Regions from separate parts of the Zea mays genome. Here all the other regions are linked to region 1. The links are chromatin contacts, called in public Hi-C maps. All regions are on one chromosome and are shown on one strand. The core of a region is the stretch at or near the end of the contact, and the rest is flanking DNA. Distances in the headings are between cores, read along the strand shown.

Region 1 (3,632 bases), core at 28-2,527:
TAGGCAATATATGGTTACTGACAACCAGAAATTACAAAGGAAAAAAACGAACAGAACTAGGTATCTAAACATGTAATCCTGACAAGAAATCACAGTACACATCCATGTATCTATTTTCCAGCAGGAGTATTTCACTCTAAGGGCTAATTTGGAAACACCGTTTTCCCAAGGGATTCTAATTTTCCCAAGGGAAATTAGTTCATTTTCCCTTGGGAAAATTAGAATCCCTTGGGAAAACGGTGTTTCCAAACTAGCCCTAAACGTTGGAAGCTGAAAGAACAATGGAATGATTACTACAGAACTGATTAACGACAGAATTATCGTATTCACCGGTGATGCTAGGCATGAATCTTCGTATCATGTGAGAAACCCCTCTTTAACTCGCTGGTAACGTACTGCAGCACGGAAAGACCATACATGTATCATAACTCGGATACAGTCCGTAAGATATCTAAAAAACACAAGGCATCTAATGCAAGTAAAGTGGTTGCCCTTTTACCCTTGGTCGAAATAAAAGAGAGGCATCCACATTTTTAAGGAAGTCATCTTTGGGGCGTCATCTTTTCTGTTGTTCGTCTCCCGCGCCATTATAAGCTAATCTCAAGCATTAGAGTAATAATTCACCGTATGCAGCAAACAGTGCCTAGGGATCGGTTACCGGAACACGCGTAACAGACACCGTCTCATATTGTGAGCAAACTCTCCTCCACGATAACAATTCGAATGACCACGAATCCAAAGACGAGCAAAACCGCTACCCGCATCACCAAATCATCTCCAAACATTGGGTGGGAACAGAAAACAAGAGGGGCGAAAGAAGGAAAACACGTGGAGACCTCGGCGAGGACGGAGAGTACGATGAGGTTCCGCACGGCGCGGCGCGAGAACTGCGTCCGCCGGCGCATCCGCGCGTGCACGGCTGCCTCCTCCTTGGACAGGTACTGCAGCCGCTTCTCGAAGTCCTCGCGGCCACCGAAGAGCGCCCGCCACACCCTCCCCAGCACCCCGCCCTGCTTGCCCTTCTCCTTCGCCTCCGCCGCCTCGGGCGGGGCCGGTGCCCCCGCCTCCGCTTCCGCCTGGGTAGAGGCCATGGATTGCCTTGCGGATCCGCGTGGCGCTGGATCCGATGGGGAGGAGAGAGGAAGTGGCTCGCGCGGGATGGCTGGCCAACCTCTTGTTGGACGCGACCCCAATGGAAGGAGGAAGAAGAGAGGGGTTTCGGGTTTGGGCCTTTGGGGCTGGATCTTTCTCTCGAGAGCGCCCCCCGTGGCCGTGGCTGGATCCCGGACTCCCGGCGCTGTAGACCTGGTGTAGCTTTTTGCTTTTGGGTGGCTCGGTCGATCCTCGTAGCAGCTCATCCAACTCTGCAAGTGGGGGCGTCGACTCGAGAAATGGCAGGGACGCACGCGTGAAACCACCGAGACTGCAAAGGGTATTCAGGCCAACTGCAAAAGTGCCCCAACTAGTGACTTGCTCATGCATTACCACGGATTTTATATATCATATTAGTATATTTTATTTAAATAAGATACAAAAATATATATTCCATTAATTATGTGGGTAAAAGCGTGAAAACAACAATAAAAGTATAAACTCTTATTTGTATATAATTTTAATTTATTTTTTTGTATTACGTGGAAAATGGAAGGTGACGCCGTAGAAATTGGTGATTTATATATAGTAGAGATAGAAATTTTGGAAATGAACTTCGTTTCTGTAAAATTGTATCTTTTTTTTTGAAATTGAAGCTTTCGTCTATTTCGTTAACAACCACTAACAGTGTTAGATTAAATATATAAAAAGATGACAATTGCCTTATATTGCACTCGTTATTGCAAATTTGACCTCATCTTCACAATGCAATAGATTTATTCTTAAAAATGATTTATACGATTTAATATATTTTAACAATGCAACAATGGACTACGTATACTAATTGAAATATGCAAACACATCTCATTGCAGCTCTCACATTCGTAATCTTCAGATAGGGGTGGTAATGGATCATGGCCCTAATACTTGGTTCACAAACCAACAAGATCTTTAATTTTGTTAGTTCAAAATTGTATTGTTTTATGATCCGACCCTAACTTGATTCAATCCTTAAATTTGCTAGGCTAAACTAAATGACCCATTACCACCCCTATCTTCAGACCCACACGGATAGAAAATTGAGGTCGACTGTTTGGGACTTGTGAGTTGTGACTTCTGTGTGTGGTAGAGCTAGATGAAACACTGGTAGCTTGTCGGCTAGCTCGATTTGTGGTCAGCTTGCATCGGATCGTTTGAATTTTTTTCACGAAATAAGTTGACATCCTAGCTCGGTTCATGAACAAGCAAGCTCGTGAGCTAAATGAGTTATCACATTTCAGCAAAATAAAAATATATACATATCATTTACGTTTCAATTGATGAACATGTTATATATATATTTGGTGTCTACGACCTATGAGTTAAACTGATGATTGATGAACTGTGTCTATGTGGTAAATTAGTCTATGTGAATATGAATGTGGGTTAAATTGATGAACATGTGTGTGAGTTGTAAATTGATGATGAATTGATGAGTTTAATTTGGTGTTGCATTGATGTAGTCTACGAAACTATGTGTATAATTACTATTTTCTATTGTTAAATTAATTTAAAATTAACTAGAAAATAATTATATATATATGTTGCTTTTTCGAACGTGGCTCACGAGCTAAACGGATCAGTTTGGCTACAAGCGGACGAGCCGAGCTCGAGCTGGCTCTATAACTCGTTAGTTTAACGAGTTGAGTTGAGCCAGCTCATTAGTTTAACGAGTCAACTTAAATTCGGACGGGTCAAACCGAGCTGGCTCGATATCCAGCTCTAATTCGTGGCCATGCAAGCCACAAATGTGAGGGACTGCTGCAATGAGATATGTTTGTATCTGGTATGCAATATTTTTTTTAGATCGAGACGGTGTAATGCAAAGAAAAGCTTAAGACAAAATTAAGAAGCTGAGTGTCCAAGTAGTAGAATCGGAATGAAAGAAATATAAAGAAGCGATCTAGATACTCATTTATTTACGGGAACGAATACAAATATTAAGGTTGTATTCAGTAGATTGCGTAAATTAGGGGACGTGAAACTATATAGCATATTCGTTTGGTTTTAATTTGTACCGATTTTTACTGTTTTCTATAGTGTTTTGTCTTTATAAATTATAATAAGTTTAAATAAGACTTTAATTCTCAGCGAACAGGCTAATAGGGAACGAGAAAAAAAATGAGATATGTGAGGCTAACGATTAACGACACGCGTTCGGGATGATATCTCTGTAGTGGGTTATTGTCACACGTCACGTGTGGTGTGTCGGCTCCAAACCGTTTGGATCGAGCCCGTTCCCTGGAGACCGGCGGTTTGGACGACTCGGGTCTGGTCGTTTGAGAATCTGTCGGTGACCTTTGGCTGTGTAAACTTCTGGAAACGTAGAAAGAGTTGGCAAGGAACTGGATGCGCGCGCAGCGGTGGCATGTGCACGGCCAGGCGGCCAGCCGTGAGCCCATGGGCGGTCCAGCAGCAAGTCAACACGCGCGCCGTAGAAGAGGATTAGGGACAGCTCACCTGCCGCGACCTACCGGCACCGGAGTGGCTGGCTCCACACG
Region 2 (3,848 bases), core at 918-3,417, 260 kb before region 1:
ATAGCAATGCCTTGAGAAGGAGCTGCAAATCTGATGGTCCTAATGGCTTGAGTTGCTACGGTGTTTGGTAAAGCTGGTTGTGATGGCTGTACCCGGATACATGCGCATACTGTTTCGACGCCATGTAGGGGGTATCTGGTCAAAGTTCGCTGTCTGATGCCTGTTCTAATTTAGTGGAGTATTACTGGCAATGTGGTACAAGCATCTTGTCTTGAAAATCGAAAACTGCACGGTATGTGTGCGCCATTTTTTGTCTGATGAGGTGTGTTCCATGCGTGTATTTCATATGTAGCTACACCAATCGCGTGTCCACCGAACGATGCTAACTTGCTATGCCGATGGAGCATGCTTTCTACCCGCATCGCAACCCGCAAATCCTTGTCCAGTCGTTTGTCTTCCATCCAGGAATGATACCGAGTTCTCATGTCACGCTTGACGCTTCTTTCCGTCCTGCTAAAGAAAAATGATTGCTCGTCCTGTGCCCGTGCGAAGGAGCGGGGGAGGGGCGGCCGAATGACCAGCACCGGCACGCACGAGGAACGATCCATTTGGGCAAAAATTACGAAGCTACTGGAGCTAGCAGCGTCGCGTCAAACGTCATCTGAAACTGAAGCAGGCGCACGAAAGAAAGGCGCATGGTCGCGTCGCACTGGTGGGCACCGGCAGGCGAGCACACCACCCCCTATCTCTTCTCCTGGTCCATCAATCGTCCCGCCATGTGATGCGAGCGGGCAACTCAACTGCAGCGGAAGCAATCCCGTCGCGATCGGCGCGATTTACCCGGCTTTTCTTTCTTTCTGTCTGTCTTCCAGTCACGATCGGGACGACCATGGGACGATCCACCATCCGTGTTCCGTGCAGCGCATGGAATGCAACGCAATGCAAGAGGTGTCGTCTGTAACAATGATTGTAAAGCCTGTAACAGCTGAACACATGACAGAAAGAATGGATATCCGAGCAACCAAGGCTAGATTAGACAGCGACGGCTCCAGAATTTTACTACATGATATACTATATCTAAGCATAACTATATTTTTAAGGGATTTCTATTTTCGTAAGAAAAAATGAACTATTTTTCCTTTGAAAAATGAAAAATGGGATTCCTAAACTAGCATTAAAATTTAGATAATTCAATACTAGTTTTAAATTTTGAGCATTATGTTGTATATATACATACATCAAATTACAGTCTGAAGAACGACGCGTGCAACAGTATTAGAGTATCTGCTGATCAGCGGCGCTTGGACGAATCTCTCCGACTCCGAGGCGAGTGGATCCCGTCGTCGTGTCGACCTCCAAGTGTGGCCGCCCGGAGGAATCTATCTGTCGTGGGTCGTTGCCGTGTGCCGGACGCGGCAGTGGCCTAGATTCCACTGCACCGCATTGCCGGACCGGGCCGGCTGGCTGCCATGATATCGATACCCTCCTTTTCGGGTCTCTCTCGCGTCAGTGTGAACGCGAATCAAAGCGGGCTGCCTTCTCTATGACTATGCGTGCCATGCTTACTGCTTCTGCTACACCTCCTAGAGTGTTCTTTAGGCTAATCTTCGTCACCTCTTCTGTTCTATTCACTACCTCACCTCTTATTACGAACTTCCCTCTACAAACAAACTCAAATAACCTGGTTTCCGTTATGTTCCCAGGTGGTGGAAAAAGACGCATTTCTTCGGGTGCAATGCAATGCACAGATTACCATCCCCGCTCGGTAAGCGGCGGTTTCCGATTAAAAAAAAATTCTTCAAGGTGCAGCATAGAAGGCGGCCTCATATATGAGCTGTGTCTAGTTTCACAATTGGTACGATTCGTTCTTTTTTACCTTTTTTTTTGTTAACAAATTTACGTACACACACAAAGAAGGGTCACAATTTCCTTTTTTTTTAAAATTATAAAAGGAATAAGCTTGGCCATCGTAGATAGCAGTGCATTAGATACGTACTATATATGTGGGTGTTAACCTACTTACTAACTTTATCAATTTAGTTGTGAAAACACAAAAACCCACTTTGAAGCAAGTACCTCCAAAGCTAAAGTTGTTGAGGTGGGCAGCCCGAGTGCCCAGTGCCCACCATGCTTTCTGGATGACGTCACCTCCAGCGCAGCACCGAAGAAAGAACAGAATCTACAGAACGTACCTCGCCCGAAGGACGCGAATCTGGATGTGTGCAAAAAGCAAGACACACTGCACATGAGTGCGTGGTTCTTTGGCACTAGAGGTAGGGAGGGATGTGATCTGCATAGTACTACTAGTATTTTTCAGGACCCCAATATAGCGCCTTTCTGTTGTGCACTGGCGGTGTGAGCTAGCGTTGCTTGTGCTCGCTTTGGCAATATATATATATATATATATATATATATATATATATATATATATATATATATATATATATATATATATATATATATATATATATATATATATATATATATATATATATATAGGGAAGAGGTAATGGAAGCCCTGGGCTTCCCCTACTAATGGAAGCCCCAACCAGGACGCGGTCGGCCCAGCACCCACGTGCTTGCTCAGCCATGCAATATACGAATGCATATATATATGGATAAAGATGCGTAAACCATGCATAAAGGAATCTTTTGACGCCCGAATCACGTGGAACGAATATGACATTGTGAACAGCGTTTACGACTGCATAATGACTTGTACTTGACAGCATAAATCATGTAGTATGTGGTTCTGGTTCTGGCTCGGGCGGATTCCAGCGTAAACCGTGAGCTAAAACAGCGTAAATGATTACAAATTTTAGCGTAAATCGTAAATCTGTTTCGAAACGGCGAATGTGGCCCGAAAATTACAGCGTAAAAATCTCGCGCGTCCCATCGTGATCGGGTTCTTATTCGAACAGATTTTAGCGTAAAATGTAAACCAAAACAGCGTAAATGATTACGAATTTTAGCGTAAATCGTAGATTTGTTTCGAAACGGTGAATGCGTCCCGAAAATTACGGCGTAAAAATCTCGCGCGGCCCATCGTGATCGGGTTCTGACTTGGATAGATTTTAGCGTAAAACATGAACCAAAACAACGTAAATGATTACGAATTTTAGCGTAAATGGTAGATCTGTTTTGAAATGGCGAACGCGATCCGAAAATTACGACGTAAAAATCTCGCGCGTCCCATCATGATCGGGTTCTGACTCGGATAGATTTTAGCGTAAAACATGAACCAAAACAGCGTAAATGAGTACCGAATTTATCGTAAATCCTATATATGTTTTGTAACAGCAAACGAGGCCCAAAATTACGGCGTGAAAATCGCGTGCAGCCGATCGTGCGCGAGTTCTGACTCGAATGATTTCAGCGTAAAACGTGAGCTAAAACAGCGTAAATGAGTACGGAATTTAGTGTAAAACACGCACACAATCTCACTTCGCAAGAGATTGCTGTAAAACACATCAAAAAGTGTCATAAATTTGGCGTAAAACACAGTAAGACTGTTTTTAATGGAAGCATAAAACACAACAAGAAGTGTCGTAAAATTTAGTTTGAAAATGCATAAATCAGGATGGTCTCATAGGACACTTGTTTTGTTCACAGTATATCAAAATATAAAGTACAACGATATTTTGCCAATATTGTTGCAATCATACACAATTTATTTGACATGACAAAAAACGAGGAGCTAGCCCTGTCTTCGGTACTTCAGATATTTCAAACCATTAGCCTTTAGCTAGGTCGTGGTCCGAAATGGAAGCATCGCTGCTCGGCTCTTATCAAAACAGGTCTGTGTAAGCCTGTATAAAGTATAAAGACACGTCAGAACAAGCATAAGTACTGGAGGTGCATTGTTCTGAAAAGGACCAATTCAAATCATCCTAAAAGCATAATAGGAA
Region 3 (4,054 bases), core at 1,308-3,807, 300 kb after region 1:
TACAATGAGTCGGCTAAACATGACATGGGACATATGTTAACGAGTAATCGAAAAATATCCAGAGGCATATTAATCTCCCACCAAGAGATCGTGACTGGGGACACATACAATTGGGGAACAACAGTCAATTTGTTGGAGTAACTTCTGTTATTTTGCTTCAAGGTTTTCTTAATTCTTGGGATGGCATAACTTCGTTGGCACGATGTGTTGACCGGTGACTGTCCTTGAAACTAATTTCCGAACCATTGATGGGTTTACGTTGCTTAAACCGGCGTTTACTTCGCTTTGCCGCCGGATCGTCGACACTCTGTCCATTTCGACCTAAGAATATATACTTGATTAAGAGTTTAAGACCAACCGAGTACGCTGGCGATGGCGACGCTAGGATGTGGTAGATGCTTGATGTAAACAAGCAGCGCCAAGTTGGAGTTGGTGGCTACAGGGAAACTTACCATTCGGAATTCATGTCGCCAGAAATTTTTGCCTTGTATCTCCACTAATAAAATGTTTTTGAAATTCTATTACTAAACAGGCTCTGATAAAACAGTTTTTTAAGGCTAGTTCGGCAATCCTATTTTTAAGGGATTTTTATTTTTTCAAGAAAAAACGAACTAATTTTCTTTAAAAAAATAGAAATCTTTTGGAAAAATAGATTCACAAACTAGTCCTTAAAAGTTGTTTTTAACTCCTTTGATAGACATAGTTTTCAAAGGTGAAACTGATAGTGTGGACGACCACAACGCTGTGTTGCCGAAGATGTGCTTGCGTTGACTTCGATCTCGCAACATGGACACATGGTCTTCATAGCTAAGTAGGTTTCAGACCAGCAGTGTCTACCACATGGCACACGACACGTACTTTCCCAACAAATCTATTTTCTACTTTTTCTTTATCCGAGGAGCCTTTCCGAGATTTTTTTTATAGTACGTACGTACAGCCTCTTCGCCTAGAACTGTAAAAATTATTTGAAAGAGATAGAACATTTTAAATGTAACTAAAATTCTATGACAAAATAACAGTATTTACAATATCGAATAAATACTATTAAATTTTGTACTAATTGTATTTTTATAGAGCATATATTTTATACTGTATTTTTTTAATAAAAAAGGTAATTAAATTTAAGATAATTTGACTGTACGAGAAGGTTTGAAACGGAGTTGGTGTTTGGCATGGAATCCATAGCAAAGGCACACGGCAATGCAATGCAAGTCAACTCGTTTCCCGTTTGGCGCAGCAACCGGGTGCCGCGTCGCGCGCGGCGGATCCCGTAACGGCGCCGACGGCAACGGCGACGGAGAAGGGCACCCGCGGCGTGCGCGCCGGCCCGCCCAGCTCACGATCACGAGCGCGCTGTGGTGGAACCGGTGGCATGGAGTAAAAGAGTAGGGAGAGCAGCGGCGCCTCTGTGGACAGCAAGCAGACAAGGCGGGGCAGGATAGGACAGGACAGGAGGCAGGAGCACAGCGTGGATGTCGCTGAGACGCTGGCGTGCGCGGGGAACGGGGTCCGTCCGGGTGAAGCCAAGCGAGGCGTGCGCCCGTGCCTCGTCACGCGCGCGGACGGGTGGCAGGGCAGCTCCCTTGGGGTCGTTTTTTGTCGCCGGCGATGCGTGCCGCGGCCAGCCGGCGTCGCCTTCTGCTACCGCGGGGGGCCCGCCATCCCTGGCCCGAGCTGGCGAGCTCCACGCCTCATTACCACCTACCCCTACGGCACTGGCTTGTGGGACCGGGTTTATTCATGTAACATACGGGGACGACGCCACGACCGGTTGCGCTGCGGAACACCTCCTGACGTAAGCTAGCGGGAACACCAGTTGCTCGCTCGTGCGCCTCAATCAGTCCTGCAGGGCTCCAGGCAGGCCCGCCGTGGCCTAAAATACTCGCGGGGCCCACCCAACGCATATCTGTTGGTTTGGTTAGTTGGCACCTCGCTCTCCAGATCGTCCGCCGTCGATCGACGTCCTTGCTCTCTCGTCAGGATGGATGGCGCAACGCAACACACTCGAGAGAGAAAAAAGGCGTCCTTTCTTTCCCCCACCCCCCCAGACACGAAGCATCTGCCAGATTGATTCTGTGTAGTGGATGCGGACAGGCGGGTTTGCAGCGGCCTCTGTTTTGCAGCCCCAGTGCATTGCACTGCGCCCTGGTGAGGGCCGGCCGGGTGGGCGCGCTCTCGCTCATCGCGTACGCAACGCAGAGGACACACGATACGCGCCCCAGTTCTGTCGCCGGCGGTGACCCTACATGCCGGCCTCGTCTGCGGTCTGCCCCGCCTCGCGTTTGTCGTAGTCTAGCGCGTACAAACGCAGCGTGCGCTGGAGCAGTGCCGCAGTGCGTCGCCTTGCCACTCGATCGGCCCGGCCACGGGCCACCGTCCCGTCCCCGTCCTCCTGCTGCCCCACCGGCCACCGGCGGCTCGCGGACGAGAATCCTTGTACGTACTCCTGCATGCTTTGGTGCGATCCTGATGGGGAATGCCGGAAAAGGGGATAAAATGAGGTGGATGCATAGTGTTATACAATACATACACTCTGTAGTCAACCACGAGCACGGGATGCGCGGACAAAGTTGGCTCGCTGGATCTGACTAGCTGGGCACCACATACAGTAGCGCAAGCAAGGAATGACTTTGACTTCTTGCCTCATTTTTCCACTCCAAGTTTCTACCACTACTATTACGCTGCAAGTTAATTACTACCCCGAACTGGGCACCACAGTACAGTAGCTAGGAGTTAATTACTATTTCGCTCTTCGTCGCATGAACCGCGGAGCGAAGACCGCGCGCCGCATCGGGATCAGCCGCGCGCGCCTCAGGAGCAGCGCAAAAAAGAATGCCAGAAACCGCTCCGCTGCGCCCCCGGCTCCGGCTCCGTCACAGTTTGACTTGCTGATACCAAGAAGCTGCATGCACTGCAGCTAGCTGGGATTATACATGTCCAATGGGCCGTGCCGGGCCGGCCCGACCCGAGCACGGCTTGGCCCGGCACGAGAGGCACTAGTCCAAGCCCGGCACGGTTCGGTGTCGTGCCGTGCCGGGCCGGCCCGCGGGCCGGCTAACGCGGCCCAAGCCCGGCACGGTTATTCTTACACGGGCCGTGCCGGGCCGGAGGCACGGCGGGCCTGTCGTGCCGGGTCGGGCCCGGTCCCATAAACAAAAAAAAACACTTCAAAATTCAGAATTTAAATGTAATATCCAAATTTATTTTAGATTTAATTAATTATATTTATAATTTTAAATACATATTTAGACAAAAGAATTTTAGATACACATATTACAAGTCAGAATGCTCTCATATTATAACATATCATAAGTATTATAGCTAAAAATAGACTGGCCGTTATAAAATCAGTCCCTCAAACGGGCCGTTACCGTGCCTACTAATTAACCGTGCCGGGCCCGTGCCTGCACCGCGGGCCCGACGGTCAGCCCAAGCCCGGCACGGCTATTGAACCGGGCCGGCCCGGGCACGCCTCTAGTCGGGCCGTGTCGTGCTCGTGCCGGGCCACGACCGTGCCGGGTCACGGGCCCACTACCGGGCCGGCCCGTTTGGACATGTATAGCTGGGATTGAGACTTGAGAGAGAACACGAGACGAGACCACGCGAGTGTGATGATGAGGGCATGTAAAATCCAGATACTGCTGCACGGTACTCCAAGTACAAGATACAACTAAAACACAACATAATACAGTGGTCATGTCTAAAACATGTGTCTTACGATATTCATTGTACCAATCAGAGTATTCAATAAATTAAAGTGACCAATCAGATAGTCTCCTGTCTCGAACATAGAGCTAAGACACTGTATCTTCGTCAAGATACGTGTCTTGAGTTTTTTTACATTCACACTCTTAGATATACTGTAAGACACAACTTAAAACATCCACTGTACATGCCCTGATGACTGATGAGCCAGCCAGCTGCATGGCCCCCATTAATAAACCAAGTCCTGGGGCGGGGTTGCGTTGCGGTGGACCGTGTCGGCCTCGGAACAAAGATTCCGGCCGGGGGTGGCCAGAGCATGGAACCGTGTATTCCGCCTGGCCCACGTGAC

Evidence for each region. Hi-C and Micro-C count contacts between places; a contact is called where the count stands out from the background.
Region 2: a contact with region 1 is called in a Hi-C map of leaf, with 3 times the contacts expected there. The contact joins the enhancer-like site here to the promoter of LOC100276301 in region 1. A contact is called at or near these places in 7 of 25 Hi-C or Micro-C datasets (bundle sheath, ear, endosperm and 2 more).
Region 3: a Hi-C map of tassel shows a contact between it and region 1, with 2.5 times the contacts expected there. The contact joins the enhancer-like site here to the promoter of LOC100276301 in region 1. A contact is called at or near these places in 3 of 25 Hi-C or Micro-C datasets (bundle sheath, ear and tassel).

Annotation. Positions count from the first base shown.
Region 1 is chr4:149,173,539-149,177,170 of Zm-B73-REFERENCE-NAM-5.0, reverse strand. LOC100276301 reads right to left here and starts at 1,277. Exons shown (of 5, transcript NM_001374050.1): 1 at 837-1,277. The coding sequence starts at 1,091.
Region 2 is chr4:149,431,475-149,435,322 of Zm-B73-REFERENCE-NAM-5.0, reverse strand. It overlaps LOC100194141, which reads left to right. Exons shown (of 17, transcript NM_001359402.1): 17 at 1-254. Among protein-coding and RNA genes, the nearest start is that of LOC100194141, 20 kb to the left of the region's middle. Within about 2 kb of position 2,167, at least 17 of the 20 cell types and tissues checked have an H3K27ac peak or open chromatin away from gene starts, as enhancers often do. A contact at or near this core is called in bundle sheath, ear, endosperm and 2 more, where this site is marked.
Region 3 is chr4:148,869,659-148,873,712 of Zm-B73-REFERENCE-NAM-5.0, reverse strand. No RefSeq gene overlaps it. Among protein-coding and RNA genes, the nearest start is that of LOC103653808, 21 kb to the right of the region's middle. Within about 2 kb of position 2,557, at least 19 of the 20 cell types and tissues checked have an H3K27ac peak or open chromatin away from gene starts, as enhancers often do. A contact at or near this core is called in bundle sheath, ear and tassel, where this site is marked.